Regions from separate parts of the Mus musculus genome. Here all the other regions are linked to region 1. The links are chromatin contacts, called in public promoter capture Hi-C maps. All regions are on one chromosome and are shown on one strand. Each heading gives the region's core, a stretch centred on a gene start, on an enhancer-like site or on the middle of the called end of the contact. The rest is flanking DNA. Distances are from core to core; before and after follow the strand shown. Region 1 holds the start of Amn (amnionless). Region 2 holds the start of B930059L03Rik (RIKEN cDNA B930059L03 gene). Region 3 holds the start of Dio3os (deiodinase, iodothyronine type III, opposite strand).

Region 1 (3,380 bases), core at 679-3,178:
TAGCACTAGTAGATAAACACCAGGCCTGGTCTAGCTGTGGGTGTTCAGTGACAGGTGGCCACATCCAGGCTCCACAGAAGACGGCAGAGGAGTCCAGGGGAAGGGTGGACATCCAAGTACCAAATTACTGTCTGAGGGAGGCTGAGGCAGAGACATGAAACAATGGGGAGAGCTTTCCAGACCTGAGCTTGGGAAAGCAGACTTCAGCGGAAGCGCCAGCAAGCAGAACCTAATCCACACATGCAGGTATGCTTGATATCAAAGACAGAGACTATCCCAGCTTCCAAGATATGAACAGACAATAAATGGCTGGAGCCATGGCCCACTGGTTAAGGTTCAAGACTGCTCTTACAAAGAATGCAGGCTCCCGGTCCACATGGTGGCTCACAACCGGCTGTGATCTGGCGCCCCCTTCTGGCCTCTAGTGGTTCTGCGTGCACAAGTTGCTTGGAGGATGCTAGTCTTTTTTTGGAGAATTGGAACAGAAGGTGGAACTCCCATGTCATCCCGTTAGGAAATTAGCAAAAGGAAGAGCCAGGCGTGGTGGCGCACGCCTTTAATCCCAGCACTTGGGAGGCAGAGGCAGGCGGATTTCTGAGTTCGAGGCCAGCCTGGTCTACGGAGTGAGTTTCAGGACAGCCAGAGCTACACAGAGAAACACAGTCTAGAAAAACCAAAAGAAAAGGAATTAAGGAAGAAAGGAAGAGAGAGAGAGAGTTCATTCTTAGCTCCAACCACAGGGTCTGAACTAGGGTCTCGGGACCATCAGCCTTTATTTATAAAGCACATAGCCTTAGCATGAGGGGAGGCAGGGGCTGTTTAACCTCTTGCTCCTCACCCTCCGGCTAGCTGGGCCACTGGTAGCTTGTTAACATGGCCTCCAGGAAGGGAAGGGCAGGCACGTTTCCCAGAGCCCACCCTGCACTTAGATACTGTGGGGGAGGGGACAGTGGAGCTGGACTGGGAGACCCCACGTACTCTCTGATGTCCTTTCCCAGAGATTGTCTCTACCCAGAGGCTCCATGGCGGCGCACGACCCAGGGCCAGCCATGCCCGCTGAGGCCACAGCCCCGAGCCTTACCATATCCGAGATGGCGTGACTGTCTCGTACCAGGACCGACACCATCTGCAGCAAGAGGTGGCGTTAGGCGCGAGGCTGACCGACCTCCCCACCTCCAGTTCATCCCCTCAACCCCCCACCAAGGTACCTTGTCCGCCGGGAACTGAACCGCATCTCCCGCGCACGGGGTCCGGTTCTGGTTCCAGTTGGAGGCAGTATCGAAGGAGGTATTGGGGACCCAAAGTTTGTAGGCGGCCCGAGTCATTGCTAAAGAAAGGAAGGCTGAGTGTCGCCTTCTGGGAAGGCGACTTTCCAAAGAGGCGCGGCAGAGGTGCACACAGCGCAAGGCGGTCAGGCCCCACCGCGGCGTTCTCAGGCGCACTCTTAGCTGATCTACAGAACCCGCGCAAACATGCCCTTCTCCTCCCTCGGAACGTCGTCTCTATTCACAGCACTCTGACTGCCCGGGGGGGGGGGGGTCGGAGGGGAATCGGCCCTTAGGAAAGAGCTCTGGCGGGAAGCTCACTGGGGCAGAGAGGGGTCCCAGAGCCCGGAGTTGGCGACCCTGTCCCGATTGTGCACAGAGGAGGCGCCAGGGGCTGGGAGGTCCACGGGAATAGGCTGCGGTTTCTCCACTTCCTGGGCTTTGGAAACTTTACCAACCCACGCCAGAGGACCGGGAAATTGAGGCAGGCTGCCAACGCCACCTCCATATCCCAACCTCTCCTGCGATCGCGACCCTTCCTAGAGAAACCTCAGCCTCAATCAAGGTCCAGACCCAGGGGGACACGGGGCCTACCACAGAGCTGCAGCCACAGCAGGACCCGGCCCAGAGCACCCATCTCTCCGCCGAGGCTCTCACAGATGCGGACTTCGCTCCGAGGGCCCCACGTGACCGGGCGGGGCTGAGGGACAGGGGGCGCCCAGATGTTACACATTTACCTTGGGATCGCCCAGCTGTCTCCTGAGGGCCCTTGGAGGAATCTTCTCAGCGGCTTTAGCATCTGCCCTTTAGGACCCAGGACCCTGGGTACCCAATAAGAGGGTGTCGTCCTGACTTTCCCGGTGACACGGTGTGGAGGTGGCCAAGAACCCTGGAACTCAGCCATCTTTGCCCATCTTCTCCAGGCCTGAAGTCTTAGCCTGGGTGTGTGCTCTGCAGGGATTGTGTGGGTTGCAGAACAGACCGGAAGGGATGTCAAAGGCGCGTGAAGGTCCTGGAAGAGAACAAAGAGAGCTAAGGCAGAGAGTGACGTGCCTGGGTAGGCTGGCCATGAAGGCAGGTTAGAGGTGACAGGCAGGGTGCACGATGAATGGAGAATCACCAGTGAGAGAAATGACGGGTGGGCCAGTCACCAAACGGTGGTGGCAGTGGCTTGAGGAGGGCTTCTGTGAGTACATCATTGACAGTGGCACCTGGTGTTGGATGTTAAATTCCTGATAGCAATGGGGATGACAGTGGCTGGAGAGTGACTGGGCTAATGGTAGAGGGTGGCTCACTGATAGCTGTGGATGAGTGGGTAGGGGACAGTGGGTGGTGGCTGGGTGGGAGTGATGGCAGCTGTAGACATGACTAGGTTGTGTGTGTGGGGGGGAAGAGTGGACCGGAAGGGATGTCTGGTGGATGGCAGACTGAGGATGCTGGGAAAGTGGGGTGAAGATGCTGGTGGGGTCCATCTGCAAGGAGTGTTGGCTGAGGTAACAGGAAGGTCGAGGAGAGGTAACAGATTTTATGTGGGATGAGTGGAAACAGACAGTAGATGAGGCGGGTCCCTTGGCAGGGCCGGAAAGAGGATGGAGATCGGGCAAACGGGGTAATGAGAGGCTACCCCAGGCAAGAAGCTTCCCAGCCCAGAGGTCAACATGTCACTCGGGAGTTGTCTCTTGTCATCCAGCCCCGCCCAGTCACATGTCCCTGTGGGGCAAAAATGGATGCCTGAAGAAGATACCAGGGAGGAGTGTGGGTGAACTGTGGGCAGATGAGGTTTGGTTGGTGGGTTGCATGGTGTGACTTCACAGCCAGCTTAGCAGGTTCACCCCAGACACACCTCTGGCTGTGGCTGTGAAGGTCTCTCCAGACACTGATCGGGCCAGACCTGCACTGACTGTGGAAAGTCTTCCTCTCTGCTTCCTGAGCCATACCACAGCGCGATGTGTATGACATACCAGTATGACCAGCCGCCTCATGCCCTCCCTGCCGTCTCCTCCAACTGTAAGCCCAAACACACTTTTCTTTCCTGAGGCCACCTTTGCCAGGTGTTTTGCCACAGTAGGGGTGTTAGAGGAATCACCTTGGGGTCAAGTTTGTGGTAACGGATGG
Region 2 (3,269 bases), core at 73-2,572, 680 kb after region 1:
TCAATACAAGGGATGCAGACTGCCAATTTATTATTCAGGAAATTCTAACATCATGGAGAGAGAGAATTGTGTCCATGCTTCTGACAGCACCCCCACACCAGGGCTACCTTCCAGGGTTACCAGTATCTTGGGCAGGAAGCAGTGGGAAACAGACATCGCTAGGGCTTCCTTGGAACAGGCATGGCTATGACCCTGGAGGGAATCAGCACAAATTTCCAGATTTTTGAGCCCTAGAACAGTAAGACTCAGGGACAGAGTCGGAGACAGGCAGTTTACTACAAAGAAAGGAGAGAGGGAGACAGAAGTCAAGCCAGGAAGTGCACGCCTTTATTCTTAGGGCAGAGGCAGGGACATCTCTTGAGTTTAGGGTCTACACAGTGAGTTCCAGGTCAGCCAAGAAGAGACTCTGTTTTATAGACAGACAGACAGACAGACAATAAGGCTAGCCAAGGCGAGACCCTGTCTTATGAGTAAATTAGAGAAAGAAGGAAAGAAAGAGGCACCCAGTGAGTGGTAGTGGGAAAGACGGGGTGCTCAAAGTCCTCATCTATGTGAGTTCTGGTCCTCCATAGTTATTTACATAGCAAGCACCTCTACCTCTTTACGTTACCACGTGTCCGGTACACGCCACTTAGGTGGGACGAGTTTCCTGACCCTGCTTACTGGTTTCTTTCGTTAATCTCTCGGCATCCCCAGCCTCCCACCTACTTCAGTTCTCAGAGCTGCTACAGGGGACAGGTTGGCCCTGTCCTATCCACGCTACGGTCGCGTCTCGGGGTTCCATGACGGGGGTCACATGGGACCCTGGTCACCAACCCCGCCTATCAAGTGGAAAGTGACGGGGCTGTAACCCAGGACCTGCCGTTCAGTTCCACGGACGCCTGTTTGCCGCTGTCCAGAAGCCACTTCTGCAGAGTGGCAGGTCGATCACGTGTCGCCAGGGGAGCGGTCACGTGTGGCCTCGAACGATCATGTGAGTCCTCAAGCCAATCACCGCGGCCTGGAAGAAGGGGCATTGCGATTGGCTCATTTTCCTCCCGTGAATATCGCGAGATTCAGAGTCAGACACTTCCCGATTGGTCGATGCGCTGCGTCATTTCCCTGCGCCAGCGTTTAGGTGAAGGTAGTCGGTCTCCCTGTCCTGTGTGCCGTGGGCCAAGCGTCTAAGCTTGGGTCCGGGCCGTCCGCGGCCCTCACTCCCCTCCCGCCAAGGGACGCGGCCCCCTCTGCGGCTTCCTCTAGACGTCGCTGCCTTGTCCTAAGTCAGCCTGCGTTCGAGCTGCCGAACCGAGGTTTCGTGCGGCTTCCTGGCGCGGTGACTCATCCAGTCACGTGCGCCGTGGAGGCTGCGCCTTGCGGAGATCTCCGCCCTGCCGAGATGGCAGAGACCTTCCCGGGGCCGCCCTTGTCCTGCTGCCGTGTTCTGGTGCAGCTGTGCTGAGCTGATATCCTGTTGACTTTGAACTCTTCTCCGTTTTCTGCATGCGCTTTGTCTCATTCCTACGGGGTACCTGCTGCCATCCGCTTGCTCTTTGGTTTGGATGCCGGGTAGCCGTGCTGAGTCCCAACTCTGATGCTCCTGCCTCCACCTTTCCAGTGCTGGCATGGAAGGCGTATGTCAGCACGTCCACCTTACACACACGTACCCACATTTGATTGCCTCTCCACTTGGATCTTGCTGTTCTCGCTGATCCCACATTTATCTGTACATTGCGTCCATCAGACGCAGTTTTGAGTGTCCCACACGGTGCCAGACTGAAGGTACAGCGATAAGTAGGGTAATAGGGACATTGCTTGTAGAGGGCTCACGGGCTATCCTGGGGTGACTGGTTGGAGGGATGTTTTTGCAAGCTCCCTCTTGGCTGCAGTGTGGAATGTTTGAGAAGAAGGTGTTGGGCCGGCAGGAAAAGTTAGTCCTGGGGTGAGGATGAATTCGAATTTGGAATGAGTGCCAGAACCTTTCTAGTTTCAATTTGGCCATATTTTATGGAGACCGCTCAGCAGTTAGGTCCATGTACAGTTCTTCCGGACAATCCGAGTTTAGAGTCCCACGTTAGGGACAGACTATTTATAACCCTAGCCCCAGGGGACCGAACACCCTCTTGCTTCCGTGGGCACTTGCACTCATATGTACAAATCCACATACAGAAACAAACACATTTAAAAAAATAAAATCTTAAGGAGTGAGAGCGTGTGCTGGGGTTTTCTCACTTCTCTGCTCACATTTGCATCTAGCAACACTTCAGGCAGGTGAGGATAATTCCTGGTTTCTGTTTTTCAGCATGGAAAACAGTGCGGCCGGGAGTAGCTGGCCTTACTGCTCAGACTAGGTGAATTTTGCTGATGGCTAAATTTTTGAAGCAGAATTGCAGAGTCAAAATACATGACACCCTGCAGGGTGGAACGTGTTTCTAATGCCAGCATTCAGGGGGCTGGGTAGTAGGATTTTTGGTAAGACTGTCTCAAAATGTTTTCAACACTTACCTTTTAAAACTTTCAGTTGCATTTTTAAGGGTCCTACAAATCTGCAAGCCACCAACAGTAAACTGAAGTGACCCACCCTTCCTCACCTGCTACTGGGGTTACTTTCCTGTCCTTCCAGAAGCATTGACTTGTGGCCCTGAGATCTGCATAGGATGGCGACACTGCCAGTGGGAGCCCCTGCTTACCTGCCTCTGCTGGCTTTGCATCCTCCTCGGGAATATTCCTCACACCTACACGGCATGCCTATGTCTCTTTTGGCATGTAGGTGGAGGTAGAATTTCTGTTATGGGTGTCTACTTTCAGCCAGCTCCTTGCCCTCCAGCTACGTGCAGCCAGCCAGCTGGGAAGCGGTGGAGTACCATCGCCTAAGCCAGTGGTGCTTCCTGCAGCCATAGTTCTGCAGAGCAGTGTAGTTTAATGCAGTGTATCCCGTTTGATGCCTTCTCATGGTGTAGAGAGAGCCTGTCACAGGAAACAGAAATGCAGCTACTTTCTGTAGACTCCAGGCTGTCACCTGTGGCAGGTGGCATCCCATGGAAGATGAGGCCCTTGTCACTCACCATTTAAAGAAAAACCTCTTTCCTTAGGGGGGTGGTATACTGTTGTTGGGAGGGCTGGGATCTTCCATACTCCTGAAACTGGGAGAGAATGCCATTGCTTTCATTTGTAATTCATGACCTCATCTTTTAACTAAGTTGCTCAGAAAGCTCAAATCTCCCACCATCTTTAAAGACAACAGCAAAACAAACAAACTCCCTTCTGCAGGCTGGAGAGATGGCTCAGTG
Region 3 (3,320 bases), core at 285-2,784, 990 kb after region 1:
CCAATTTCTGGCCATGCCACACGGCTTTGAGAGAGGCCAGGGTGCACAGACGGTTGTCGTCTGATACGCATATGGGCGGGTCGTCAGGGGGCATCTCCTCGCCTTCACTGTTGAGCTCTACTTCGGGCTCAGGGTGGTCAGGATGGCGACGGCGCAGGAAATGCTTGCGGATGCACAAGAAATCTAAAAGCCAGAGCATGAAGGCCGTGCCTAGGAAGCGCGGGAACAGCACGAGGCACGAGGCGGTCTGGGCGCAGAGCCTCAGCGAGTGAAGCAGCAGAGAGCGGAGCATGGTGGCCGCGGGCCCCGAAGCCCCCGGGGGCCCTTCACCTTCTCCGACCACCAACCTCGAGGCGGCCTGGCGAGGCATCTGGTCCTCGGTGCTCTGGGAGCTCAATTTATAGTCAAAGCTTGAATTGGCGGGAGACTCCACCTCCGACCGGGGCCCGCCCCCTTGCAACTTGAGCCCGGAGGGATCACCCAGAGGCGCGGCCAATGCCCCAGAAATCTTGGGTCGAGGGCGGGCGCAGGCTGGTCGAGGGTGGAGCGGTGCGTCCCGGGGCTGGCAGGGGCGGGCCTGAGTCCCGCAGCCCGCTCTCAGGGGCGGGGGACCCCGAAGCCGCTGTGTCCAGGGACTAGGAGCCCGATCTCAGAGCCAAGCAGTCAGTGGTGGCAATGGTGTAACCCGCGCAAGCGCCTCGCACCTCCTAGGTCCCAGCGGGCGGGTCCCAGCCCGCGCCCTCTTCGCCGCGCACCTGAGCTGAGTTCCCCGGCGGCCGCAGCGCCGCGCCGGAGCTCCGGTTCGCTTCCCGCGCGCCGCCGCCAACGCCGCCCACGCTGCTGCTGCTCGTGCGGGGTCGCTGCCCAGGTACCGCGGGAGTCCAGGTCTGCGGCCGCCGCTCGGCCGGCCCCCGGCTGCAGCCCCGCCGGGGACGCGGGCCCGCGAGGAGGCAACTTTGGGTTCCCGCCGCCTTCCCCGCTCGCCCGCGGGCGCCGCTCGACTGCCGCAGCCCGTCCGCCCGCCTCCCGCGCGCGCTCACACTCGCGCCTCGCACACGGCCGCCCCCCGCACCGCCCCGCCACGCACACCGCGCTCCGCGCCCCCCGCCGCTGCCCGAGCTTGCCGCGCGCCGCCCCAGTCCGCGCCGCGCCCGCCCCGTCCCATCTCGCTCCCGCCGGACGCCGCGGTTCCCGGGTCAGCTGCCCCTCGGCTCCAGCCCGGAGGTGCCGAGGGCAGGGCCCGCGGGTGGGCTGGCGCCCAGCTCGGGAGACCCGGAGAGTCGCGGCAAGCGACGCCGGGCCTCGCCCTCGGCCGGCTCCGGGACGCCCTGGGCGCGGGGCGCTGCGGGCGCGGGGCGCGGGGCAGCGGGCGCGGGGCGGCGCCGGCCCCGGGCGGCTCTCCCACTAGGGGTAGCTGTTGCCTGAACGCGGGAGCGCTCCCCTCTCGCCGCTTGCCTCGCCCGGCGCAGCCCCGGCCGCCGGGCGCACCCGTCCCGTTCGTCCCCGGACGTTGCTCTCTGCCCCGGGAACGTCGAGACTGGAGCGCCCGAACTGAGCCACCTTCGCGAACTCGGAGCGCGGCGGCCCGACTCAACCGCGGAGGCGCCCGGACGCGTAAAGTGCGTACTTTCAACAGGGAACGTGTGCTGAGGCTTTTTAGGGGTGCGGGGCAACTCCCCAACAGCGTGGGGCTCTGGTCGGCTCTGCCACAGCGGCGCAGACCTCCTAATCTGTCTCTGCGCGTGGCGCACTGCTGGAGACTTGGGTTCAGGGGCGGCGGGGCTGCTTGACCTGGGGTCCTCGAGACCCTAAGCAAGTTCCACTTTAGATACACCTCACAATGACCCCTCAGGTCAAGGCCTCAACCCGAAGGCAGCGCCTAAGAATCGCACTCCCTAGAATGCTCCAGCACTCACAGGGGCCTTCTCTGGGGTAACGGGACCCCAGCCGGATACTACAGCTCCAGCTGCTTGCGTCCCATGCATCGCCCTCTCGGGAGAGACCAGCTACCTAACTTTCTCTACCAGAGACCGCGCTGGCGTCTCGGGAGGGTGAGCACAGTCAGACCACTTTCCATTAGCCATGGAACTTGTCCGGAAAAGTCGACCTCAAGTAGCCCAGAGGGCGCCCAGGTAGGCGCCCGCCCTCACCACCTGGTTTCTGCTGTCCTGGCAGGATGCTCTGCCCAGGGAGTCCCTCGGTCGCGGGACCTGTGGCCGCCAGAGCAGCTGGATCTGGAGTGTGCTGCCTGTGAACAGCCTGTGAAAGTGGCTCTTCTCCCTCTGGGTCAGAGGATGTCTCTGCTCTGGGGGCAAGGGAGTAAACATCAGCACTTCCCACCTGAAGGAAGCCATCAGACTCCTTTGCTGTTTCTAGCACTCTTTGTAAGGTCTTTCAGGAGGACTTCAGAAATCTCCCTGAACGTGCCTGGCTGGGGGTTCCACTCATGGTTCTATCCCTAAGCAGGGCTCCTCTGAGCTTACAGATCAACCCCCCCCCCACTCTCTTTCAGACTTAGGTGGTAAAGTGAGAAGAGACTCTGGCTGGAGAGTCTGAGAGACAGATTGGGAGCTTCTGGGCGCTGTCTTGGGTAGAGCAAGAGATAGTTCTCTTCAGCCCAAGATCCCCTCATCTCTGGGAGATACCAGTCTAGGGCTTGTGTCCTGCTTCTTCCTATAAGGACCTGGGACAGGGATATGAGGCCGATCCTCCCCTTCTCGCATTATGTGTGTAGGTGCATATGCCATGTGGCAGCCATAGTCTGGGACAGATAGAAGTCCTTCTGGTCCTGCTCTATGGGACCAGTCACCCCTGAACATCACCCCTTTCTGATATGGGACACTTGGGAAACCCTGCCATCCACATTTCTGGACAGGGGCGGGTGTTGTGTGGGAAATAGGCTACACCCCACACCTCAGGATTCCAGAGCCTTGGATGAAGAACCCAGGCCTTCGACTTCCCTGGCATCCTGTACAGGTGAGGAAAGACCCAAGGGGTGCCAGTGATTCTGGCTTTGGGGACACATACCTGGCTTGACAACCACACCAGTGCTCCCTACCTTTCTGCGGTTCCTCCTCATCTCTATTTTCCTCCCCAGTCCTCTTTTCCCATGCCCTTCAGGGGAGCACCCCTAACTAGCTGTAGTTCTCAGCCTTTCTACCAGTTACTTAAACTATCTTGTCTTGTCCCAGTGGTCTAGAACATGAATACTGGCCCAAGGCCAAGACTCTTCTGAAATCCATGAGGGGTGTAGGCCTCAGTGGACCTGGCAGATTTGGGAAGGGACACAAGTTGGGGTACTTGTCCTGTTTCAAGAGCCG

Evidence for each region. Promoter capture Hi-C pulls out the DNA fragments that hold promoters and counts their contacts.
Region 2: a contact with region 1 is called in a promoter capture Hi-C map of liver, with 7 times the contacts expected there. The contact joins the promoter of B930059L03Rik here to the promoter of Amn in region 1. A contact is called at or near these places in 2 of 39 promoter capture datasets (embryonic stem cells and liver) and 1 of 9 other capture datasets (pancreatic islet).
Region 3: a contact with region 1 is called in a promoter capture Hi-C map of embryonic stem cells. The contact joins the promoter of Dio3os here to the promoter of Amn in region 1. A contact is called at or near these places in 1 of 39 promoter capture datasets (embryonic stem cells) and 1 of 484 Hi-C or Micro-C datasets (embryonic stem cells).

The regions. Positions count from the first base shown.
Region 1 is chr12:111,269,644-111,273,023 of GRCm38.p6, reverse strand. Amn (amnionless) reads right to left here and starts at 1,928. Exons shown (of 12, transcript NM_033603.3): 1 at 1,860-1,928; 2 at 1,209-1,327; 3 at 1,082-1,126. The coding sequence starts at 1,902. It overlaps Gm51960 (a long non-coding RNA gene), which reads left to right. Exons shown (of 3, transcript XR_003950150.1): 1 at 1-246; 2 at 999-1,204; 3 at 1,809-3,380.
Region 2 is chr12:110,589,427-110,592,695 of GRCm38.p6, reverse strand. B930059L03Rik (RIKEN cDNA B930059L03 gene) reads right to left here and starts at 1,322. Exons shown (of 1, transcript NR_033340.1): 1 at 17-1,322.
Region 3 is chr12:110,276,282-110,279,601 of GRCm38.p6, reverse strand. It overlaps Dio3os (deiodinase, iodothyronine type III, opposite strand), which reads left to right and starts at 1,534. Exons shown (of 4, transcript NR_002866.2): 1 at 1,534-1,619; 2 at 1,853-2,051; 3 at 2,176-2,976. It overlaps Dio3 (deiodinase, iodothyronine type III), which reads right to left and starts at 372. Exons shown (of 1, transcript NM_172119.2): 1 at 1-372. The coding sequence starts at 370. It overlaps Mir1247 (microRNA 1247), which reads left to right and starts at 1,473; the gene lies at 1,473-1,554.